2 separate regions of the Danio rerio genome follow, and region 1 is linked to region 2. A link is a contact called in public Hi-C data. All regions are on one chromosome and are shown on one strand. Each heading gives the region's core, a stretch centred on a gene start, on an enhancer-like site or on the middle of the called end of the contact. The rest is flanking DNA. Distances are from core to core; before and after follow the strand shown. Region 1 holds the start of ptprsb (protein tyrosine phosphatase receptor type Sb). Region 2 holds the start of sugp1 (SURP and G patch domain containing 1).

Region 1 (4,831 bases), core at 347-2,846, 150 kb after region 2:
AGACCAGCGCTTCCACACTGTATTCCCCAGCGCACAGAGCAGCGTGTGTGTGTGTGTGTGTGTGTGTGTGTGTGTGTGTGTGTGAGAGAGTCTGGAGTAATGCTGGCGGCCATCTTATCATCTCCGTCAGTCAGTCAGTGATGGGAGACAATGCTGGACGGAGGATGCAGAAACACACACACACACACACACACACACACACACACACACACACACACACACACACACAGCCCATGTATGTTCTGTCTGAGACACTAAACTAACCGGATTAGTCTCTGTGCACCAGAACACACAGAGCAGTGGTCATGTGACCAGCCGTTGCTAAGGTGTTGCTAAGCTGTTTTGAGCACACACAGGCCGTTTCTGACACATCAGCTTCAGGATCTTCAACAGAAACACCATCAGAGACTCAAACATCTATTTGTCATGCCAATAAAGCACCTAAAATGTAAATGTAAATGACTCAAACATCAGCGAATATCACTGAGAGACACGAGGAACACACACACACACACACACACACACACACCGCTGGAGTCTCAGCACATCTCTGAGGGACTGTAGTCATGTTCATGTTGAAGGTTTGATGCAGAATACAGCGATAATAAAGGTTAAACACACACACACACACAAACATACACACACACACACAGAGAGAGAGAGAGAGAGAGAGAGAGCTGAGATCATCATGAGAAACCTGTGAGAAACTGCTGACGCTGTGTGTGTGTGGTTTGTGTGTGTGTGTGGTGTGTATGTGTGTGTGGTGTGTGTGTGTGTGTGTGTGTGTGTGGTGTGTGTGTGTGGTGTGTGTGTGTGTGTGTGTCAGAGCACTGAATAACACACAGCCTCCATCACCGACAGCATGAAGCCGCTTAACGGAACACCTCAAGAACACCTTAAGCACAGACTGTATCATCAGTGTCGCCACATCTACACGAGCATATCTCACATCATCTTCATCATCATCATCATCATCCTCTTCATCATCAGCAGCAGATCTCCTGCACATCAGGCAGATCGGGCTGTTATTCCTCTACATGAGCGACACAGATCCACCTGCTTCATCATCATCATCATCATCATCATCATCATCATCAGTGCTGTTTACTGTGGATCTGCGTGATGTACCAAGCGGCAGCACCGACCCGCTCCCGGTCTGCAGGTGATGCGCGTTATAGTCAAGGTTTGACGGAGAGCGGGAGTCCCGCAGCAGCCGCTCGGTGATTTTCCGTCATATTCCCGCTCCCCGGAGCCCCGCTGTACGCCGTCAGCCCGAGCGCTCCGCCTCTGCACCGGATCAGGTGTGAAACCGGAGAGAAACGGCAGCGGCTCTGAACAAAGGCGGAGAACAAACAGCGATCCTCCATCATCCCCGACAGCGGAGCAGCGCAACGCCACAATAACCAGCGGAACCCAGCAGCTCCACCGACCCACCCATCCCGCCTGACCCAGCGCGCTCACCTGAGCTCGGCCGCGGATCCTCCATCATGACCGGGATCCTCCGGAGGTTCTGCTGCTCGTTGATGTCATCGGTGTTCCGGCGCTCGCAGCCGCTGCCTCTCCTCTCCTCCGGTACCGCGCGCGCGCTCCTGATGCTCTCCCCGTGCGCGCGCCCGACGTCAGAAGCGCGTGCACGTGGGGCTTCAGGAACAATGAAGAGATGATTAATAAATCACGAAGAGATGCGTTACTGTCACACACACACACACACACACACTCCTCTTAAAATAAATATATTTATAGCAAAACAGGAACTTTAACACAGAACAAAAGGAGAAACCGGAAGACGAGAAACTGGAGATGAATCAGTTACACGGAAATCTTTATCAATAAGCAAAACTAGAGCTGATCACGGCGGTAATGTCGCGCTGCAGGAGCTCCTCCACCCTCATCCACAGCTGTACGCGTGTTTATTAATCTGTCGTCATGTCTTTATTATTTTACATGTGAATAATGAAGAATTAATGAAGAATAGGCCTAATAACATGTCGTCGCGGGGGCACTTTCTATCCAAGACTAAAAGGGCATGTGCACTGCTCAGGTGAGCCCTATGTGTGCACGTGCCTGCTTACCCTGATTTACTCTTCTTTATGTGTGTTTGGCTGCTTTAAGTGCGGTTTATAAGTGAAGATGACTTGAAGAAACCTCCCAGAAATACTTTAACAAAAAAACAACAATGACCTTCACAACTCCCAGTGCTCTGATACTAGAAATAAATCACCCGAATATTAGCTCCAGTGGTCGAGTACCGAAGCGGGTGTCCAGCGCTCCTCCAGCGGGCACAGAGCGCTCTCTCGGCGGCCACAGAGTGGCGGATCCCGGGGGGGCGTCGCCCTCTAGCGGCCGCTGCGGGCACCACGCTCAGCATGATGAGGTCATAAAGAGCTCTTTGTCTGATCATCTGATGTCAGATCAGCACACTACTCTAACCAAACACACACAGCACAACACAGAAACAATCCGAGCATTTACAGCTTTCACACACTCGCACTGAAATACATCACAGTATGGGTGTGGAAAGCGTTCAGACCCCCTCATTCAATCAGCTTGGCCAGATCTGATGTACCACCCTGGTGTGTCTGAGCTCATGATCTGCTCCGCCATGCCCTGTGAGCTGTCTGATATAGACAGGTGTGCGTGGCTTACCTGATCACGTCCAACCAGAGTAATCAAACACAGCTGGGTCCAGATGAAGGAGTGGAGCCATCTCAAGCATGATCAGACTGGACAGCACCTGAGGTAAAGGTGTGAGTGTCACAGCTACTGGGGAACAGGTGAGGCTTCAGGGCTTCTCTCCTAATGAGTCTGCATGATCAGTCAATGGTCATTGTGGATATACACTGATCACAGGGTCAAACCGATCTCTGCGGTGACCTGTCATCTTCAGGCCCGTAGCCAGCCTGGTGAAAGCAGTGGTTCTTATACTCAAGATGTGGACGTGTTTGCAGTTACTCTCCTCATTTTCTGATTAATTATGATGTTTAAATACTCCAACAAGTGGCATTTAAGCACTATTTAGCTGGATTAGCTCCATTTTGATGCACCTAAATGTGAATATTTCCAAAAGATTTATAATAAACACATATAAAAAGAGCTTCACCATTTTCTTGCAAGCCTCTTGAAAATTCAGCAGCAGCCTGTAATTAGCATTAAACAGCAGAAGTTAGTCTGAGGAAAGATGTGGACACAATAATAAAGGCTTTATTGACATGGCTATTCCTCACACTGCGCTGACGCGTTTAGAGAACACTCGACTGTATCTGGGTAACCTGATGTAGCCGCAGTTCTGAGGCACAGTCATGTCAATAAAGGCCTTTTGTTATTTTTCCACATTTTGTAAGTGCTGTGCCCTGATTCTGATGTTTATTCTGATGAATCCCTTACACAGAGAGCACGGCACATTATTTAGGCTTGATTTTGGATTATTAAACAGCCTAATTACTATTAAAGTGAACTCTAATAGGCTGCTTTTGGTGCTTCTGACCTTTCCATTGGTCATTCTTTTGAATCACCAGACCCCCCCAAAGCCCAGTCTTCATTACACATTGTTGTTTATTTATAATCTTTTACCTTTGTGTGTGTTCATAAGCAGCTTGTTTGAGTTTGCACACAGAATAAACGAACTAAAGCCCAGTTCTCGACTGCAGCGCTGCTGAATCAACACAACTGAAGCAGAGAGACTGAGAGAATGCACATGTGTTCCTGTCAGATACAGCTAACAGAAGAAGAGTCACACACATTTCACTGACACACATGATGTCTGCAAAGGTGTTGCTAACCCTTCATATGGGTTGAGTTTAAACAAATGAGTGAGTTTGAGTAGTGTTCCACCTCATTTGATTAAATTCAGCCTGAATAAACTTTTTACATCCACTTAACTCAGATACATCCAGGGAATCATCTGTGAATCAGTGTGTTCAGTGTACAAAACCCTTTCAGAAGGTAGTTCTTATATTTTCTTGTGTGAACCTTTGAGAAATGAAGATGTTCTGGAAAACACACAATATTAAATAACGTCACGCTGCCCTCAGCTCCTCTGCTGTGGGCTGTAATGTGATGATTGGAGGAGCGCTTTACCACAGCCACAGTAATCTCTGAGAATCGACAACACACACACACACACACAAACACACACACACACACACACACACACACACACACACACACACACACACACACACAGACAGACACAAACACACACACACCTCTGTTCTAAGCCTCCACACACACTGGGCATCTCTGACCGGCACAGAGAGCTGAAAATAAAAATAACACACACACACATACACACACACAGAGAGAGAGAGAGAGAGAGAGATGTGTGTGGCTATTTTTACACTGCGGCTGGGCTGAGGATGAGGATCGGGTTTCTGAGCACAGAGGAGCAGCAACAGGCCGCAGTCAGACGCGCTCCACCGCTACAGTGTTCTGGAGGATTCCAGATGAAGACACTGTTCAGCAGAGCCCCGAGACCACAGCAGACACCATCTGCTGACATTTTTGCAGATAATGCAGAGAATTTAGTGAAAAATCTGCTGATTTATGAGGAATTATTTTGGTATCATTACTAAAAACTGAATATATGAAATGAAAATTATGAAATTTAAACGTGTATTTAATGTTTACAAGGCAAATTCAGTCAGATCCACTCATCTAATAAACACTCATATAATGACCTGCCATCAGAAACACTGCCTCCCTTACACTGTTCACATCAAAACTCAAAACCCGCTTATTCATGATGGCTTTAAATACTTACTTTTATTTGCACTATTGCTGTGTATATTTTATTATTTCTCTTGTTGTTTTATTATTCTTGTTGATTGTACGG
Region 2 (4,374 bases), core at 476-2,975:
TAAACCAGGCAGGACACCGGCCCTCAGGACTGAGTTTGGACACCCCTGGCCTATATGCATCTCTGGTGCTAATTAGTTTGTCCAGGTGTGTTTGATCAGGGCTGGAGCTGAACTCTCTAGGAACAGGGATGGTGACTCCTGGTTTATCTGGATATTTTAGCCTGATTCAGTGTTTGTTCAGGTATGAAGACTGGGCTCTAGGTGAGTGTGTGTGTGTGTCACCTGCTGGTTTTGTTCTGGTTCTGGTTGAGGTTGTGTTTGTGGTTCTGCTGGTGTTTGTGGTTCTGCTGGGCCTGATCTCTGAGTCTGGCCTCGATCTCTCTCTTCTTCTGAGCGATCAGCTCCTCCTGCTTCATGATCACCTTCAGCTTCTGGTGGGTTTTCCATCCTCCACGAGCTGACACACACACACACACACACACACACACACACACACACACACACAAACAAACACAAAAGTTTCCCAAAATTAGTGAGAACATGCGACAGATTTGGGCAGCACAGTGGCACAGTGGGTAGCACGACTGCCTCACAGCAAGAAAGTTTGCATGTTCTCCCCGTGTTGGTGTGGGTTTCCTCCGGGTGCTCCGGTTTCCCCCACAGTCCAAACACATGAGCTATAGGGGAACTGATCAAATACACTGGCCATAGAGTATGAATGTGTATGGGTGTTTCCCAGTACTAGGTTGCGGCTGGAAGGCTGTCCTCTGTGTAAAGCTTATGCTGGAATAGTTAGCGGTTCATTCTACTGTGGCGACCGCTGATGAATAAAGGCACTGAGCTGAAGGGGAATGAATTTCTCCTTCCTTTATTTACTCATTGAACTGTAAATGTCCATCAGTGAGGTCACAGTACAGACGCTTTAGCTGAGAATGTGTGTGTGTGTGTGTGTGTCGCAGGTCAGAGCGAGAGCCGTGGGACTCACACAGGAGATCTGAAAAGTGCTTCATCTGAACCAACATTTCACCACACACCATCTCGCTCCTCCACAGTGAGACAGTGCTATGATCAGTACTGTGCATCTGTGTGTGTGTGTGTCTTACAGTTAAAGCAGCTCATGCCTGCTGTCTGTGTTTATAACATTAACAGAAGATGATGGCAGAGCTCTACTCCTGACTGAACACACAGCTCAGAGTCAGACCTGCAGCCTTGTGTCCTGTATATGAGGACGCTCAGAGCAGTGTTATGCAGGATCATACTCTCCAGTCGGTTTCTCTAACGGAAAACTTCTCTTAGGTGCATGAAGAAGCTGAAATCACAGTTGATTAGGGTATTATCTCTGCAGTGTTGTATTTATGATCTCTTTTAGCTCTATTTTGATCTCTCGCTCTCTGTTTTCATCATTACTCCTCCTTCAGCTCAGAAACCGCCGCCTTTCCTTCATATTCAGCCTCAAACATACACCATAACTCAATAAACCAGAAGAAGAGTTGCTCATCTTTGTGTTTAATGTGTGTAAAAATAAACACACACACAGATTATCCGGAGTGTGTGTGTGTGTGTGTGTGTGTTGAGGAGTTTAGCAGTTTAGCTGCGGCTAATCGCTCACAACAACTCAAACACCCTCACCATAAACAGCGTCTGAAAGCGACACGAAAACACACACACGGGCGCAGATCAGCGATGAAAGCGGTGTTTAATCGACATATCTAATGTTTAATCGGTGTTTTACCTGCATCGCTGGACTCCATCGCGCTAAGTGTTGTGAATCTGACGCTTCTTCTGCGGTTTGATGATCGTCAGATGGAAATACAGCAGCGCAGAGCTCACAGCACCTCCTGCTGGCTGACTGATGCCACTGCGCCTCGCAGACAGCCATAACCACAACAGTCTTTGGCCACATCAGACAACACCAGCTTTACATATTCCTCATTGTTTGACAGAAATATAAAGGTAGTTACACCTCTATACTACAGGTCTGCTGATTCCAGGGCAAAAGCTACTCAAATGCACAAAAATGGGCAAAATATTGAGAGGAGTCTGGATGCAGACCTGGTGCAGTGCAATCTGAGCTGCATCCAATGCCTTTTAATGGGCTCACCCTCTAACCCCGCCCCTAACCCTACCCCTCGCTGTGACGTCACTCGCTCCATTTGAGTGCATTGTGTCTGACATTGCATTGCGGCGTGATGCAAGCTCAGCTTGCATCATAAAGGCTGCATCCAGATACTATTGAAAATATTAGATTATTTGTTCATTTTCTTGTCAGCTTAGTCCCTTTATTAATCTGGGGTCACCACAGCGGAATGACCGCCAATTTATCCAGCACATGTTTTACTCAGCGGATGCCCAGTGTGTGGTGCAGTGTTCTCCAGCCTCCAGCGCCTACACTGCAGCTCTGCACAAGACGTTTGGCCAGAGGAGAAATGGTGGAGCCCAGCTGAGCCTGGTTTCTTTCCAGGTTTCTTAATTCTTCACTTTCACCAATTGGTGAAGCTTTTTGGTTCGGCTTGCTTGGTTCGGGACTTGTGGAGTTGTGCATTGCTGGATTTGCTCCTCAGTGTTTGGACTCTCAGCAGTGAAGATTAAACAACACTGTAGGGATAGTTTACAGTTTAACCCAAAGAATGACCAGTCTGGTAGATGAAGAAGAGCCGGAGTCAGAGATTTAAAAAAAAAATAAATCAAGTGTACTGAAGATAGTTTGCATTCGCAGAAGCCAGCTTCAACACTCTCAATGAGTTCCTAGGCCGCTCTGCTTACAGTTTCAACAATCGAACAATTATACTCTTTACACAAGTCCAGAAAGGGTGGGATCCAGGTAAACAGTTCTCATTGGTTACAACAGAAATAGACAATTCTAAATTCATGCGTCAAAGAAACATAGTATCTACTTCCAGATATGGATGGCCTTAATGTGTGCGTCAAAGAAAGCATTGTATCTGTCTCCAGATATGGATGGCAACCTGATGCCTAGAGGTGAGGTCGCCTTAAGTTATTAGGAGCTGATCTCCGACCTGTACAAAGCTAAACCAGCAAAACAATAGACACAAAAGACCATCTGTGTTAAAGACTCAAGGATGTTTCTTGTACGTTCAGCTGTGTTATCAGGCTAGTTCAAGACTGTTTCCATCAACAGTCTGCTGCAATATCTTGGCTACACACAGTCTGTCTCCACACAAAAAGGAATTACATTACTATTAATTATGCTCAAAAACAGATCAATCAAACAGCTATAAAATTATAGGCAATATATCAGGACAATAAAACAGCTGTCTTCTTCTCCTCTGTATTGGACCTCCAGTCATAAGAACAGATGGAGAGAGAGAGAGAGAGAGGTCTCCATGACCTATGACCTGGTTTGTGTGTCTCCTGAAAACAAAGTTAAAATAGACAGGCAAAACGAGAAACAAGGACACAGAACATTCTTGCAGTAAGCAGTTTTAACTTATTCGTTAGTTAAAATCAATTCACAGTTAAATACTGAGAAACAGGATGATGAAAAGGATAAACGGTGGTCCATGATGAGACGGATTGGAAAGCAGAAATCCGAATCCTTCAACACTGAGCTGAGCTGAACTGAAACTCTGAACACTGGACCGACACAGCTTCAAATCACTATGATCTTCTATGTGAAGCTGCTTTGACACAGTCTACATAGTAAAAGCGTATCGAAATTAAGGTGAAGTAAATTGAATATAAAGTTTATGTTTCACAGCCGCCCAAATTTTGTCAACCCGCCAATGATATATATTACCCTCACAATCAAATCCAGAACCGCCCAATCTGGCAACATGGATTCTGATGCTGGATTCTGATTGGCTAATGGTCATGCTCAGGTGTTTGGTTATTGTCAGATAAAGGCACAGCTAAAGTAGTTCCGGCAGGTTTAAAGCAGCTCCATATCACTCCGCTGAATGATTAGAGTCATTACACAGCTACAACAGTCAGAACACAGTCAGCTCAACAGCGGATTACTTTCTATTAAAGTAAGAGATTAATAAGTACCGAAAAAGTCCACATAGGGAGGCTGATCACCAGAATGGGGAAGTCCCAGAGTAAAATGAGAAAATATGATACACAAATATGGAAAATCTGTCTTTGCGCTGTTTTCTTCTGTTCTTATATTATTTGTTTGTATTTCATTTCTTCTTGTCTCTTTTATTCATGTTTAAATCGCCATTTACGGATGAAATGTGCTGTGGAAATACACTTGCCTAGCCGTCTGATAATCTGTTGAGCAGTCAGGCATCTGCTCTTTAACCAGCAGACACTTTCAACACAGAGCATCTTCATAATTAATAATTGTAGGCTAACCATCTGACCACGATGATGCTGCAAACCATCATACATCTGATTTATAATAAGAGATAATGAGTGTGTGTGTGTGTGTGTGTGTGTGTGTGTGTGTGTGTATCTGTCTGTTAGTGCGGG

The links. A called contact is a pair of places that touch in the nucleus more often than the background predicts.
Region 1: a contact with region 2 is called in a Hi-C map of hematopoietic stem cells, with 2.1 times the contacts expected there. The contact joins the promoter of ptprsb here to the promoter of sugp1 in region 2. A contact is called at or near these places in 2 of 18 Hi-C or Micro-C datasets (caudal fin and hematopoietic stem cells) and 1 of 4 datasets of contacts at active chromatin or transcription factors (caudal fin).

The regions. Positions count from the first base shown.
Region 1 is chr2:63,398,531-63,403,361 of GRCz12tu, forward strand. ptprsb (protein tyrosine phosphatase receptor type Sb) reads right to left here and starts at 1,597. Exons shown (of 29, transcript XR_012395544.1): 1 at 1,462-1,597. The region is part of intron 1 of fem1a (fem-1 homolog a); the gene reads right to left.
Region 2 is chr2:63,247,966-63,252,339 of GRCz12tu, forward strand. It overlaps sugp1 (SURP and G patch domain containing 1), which reads right to left and starts at 1,726. Exons shown (of 14, transcript XM_073932472.1): 1 at 1,673-1,726; 2 at 223-397. It overlaps LOC101884729, which reads right to left. Exons shown (of 13, transcript XM_073932478.1): 13 at 3,366-4,374.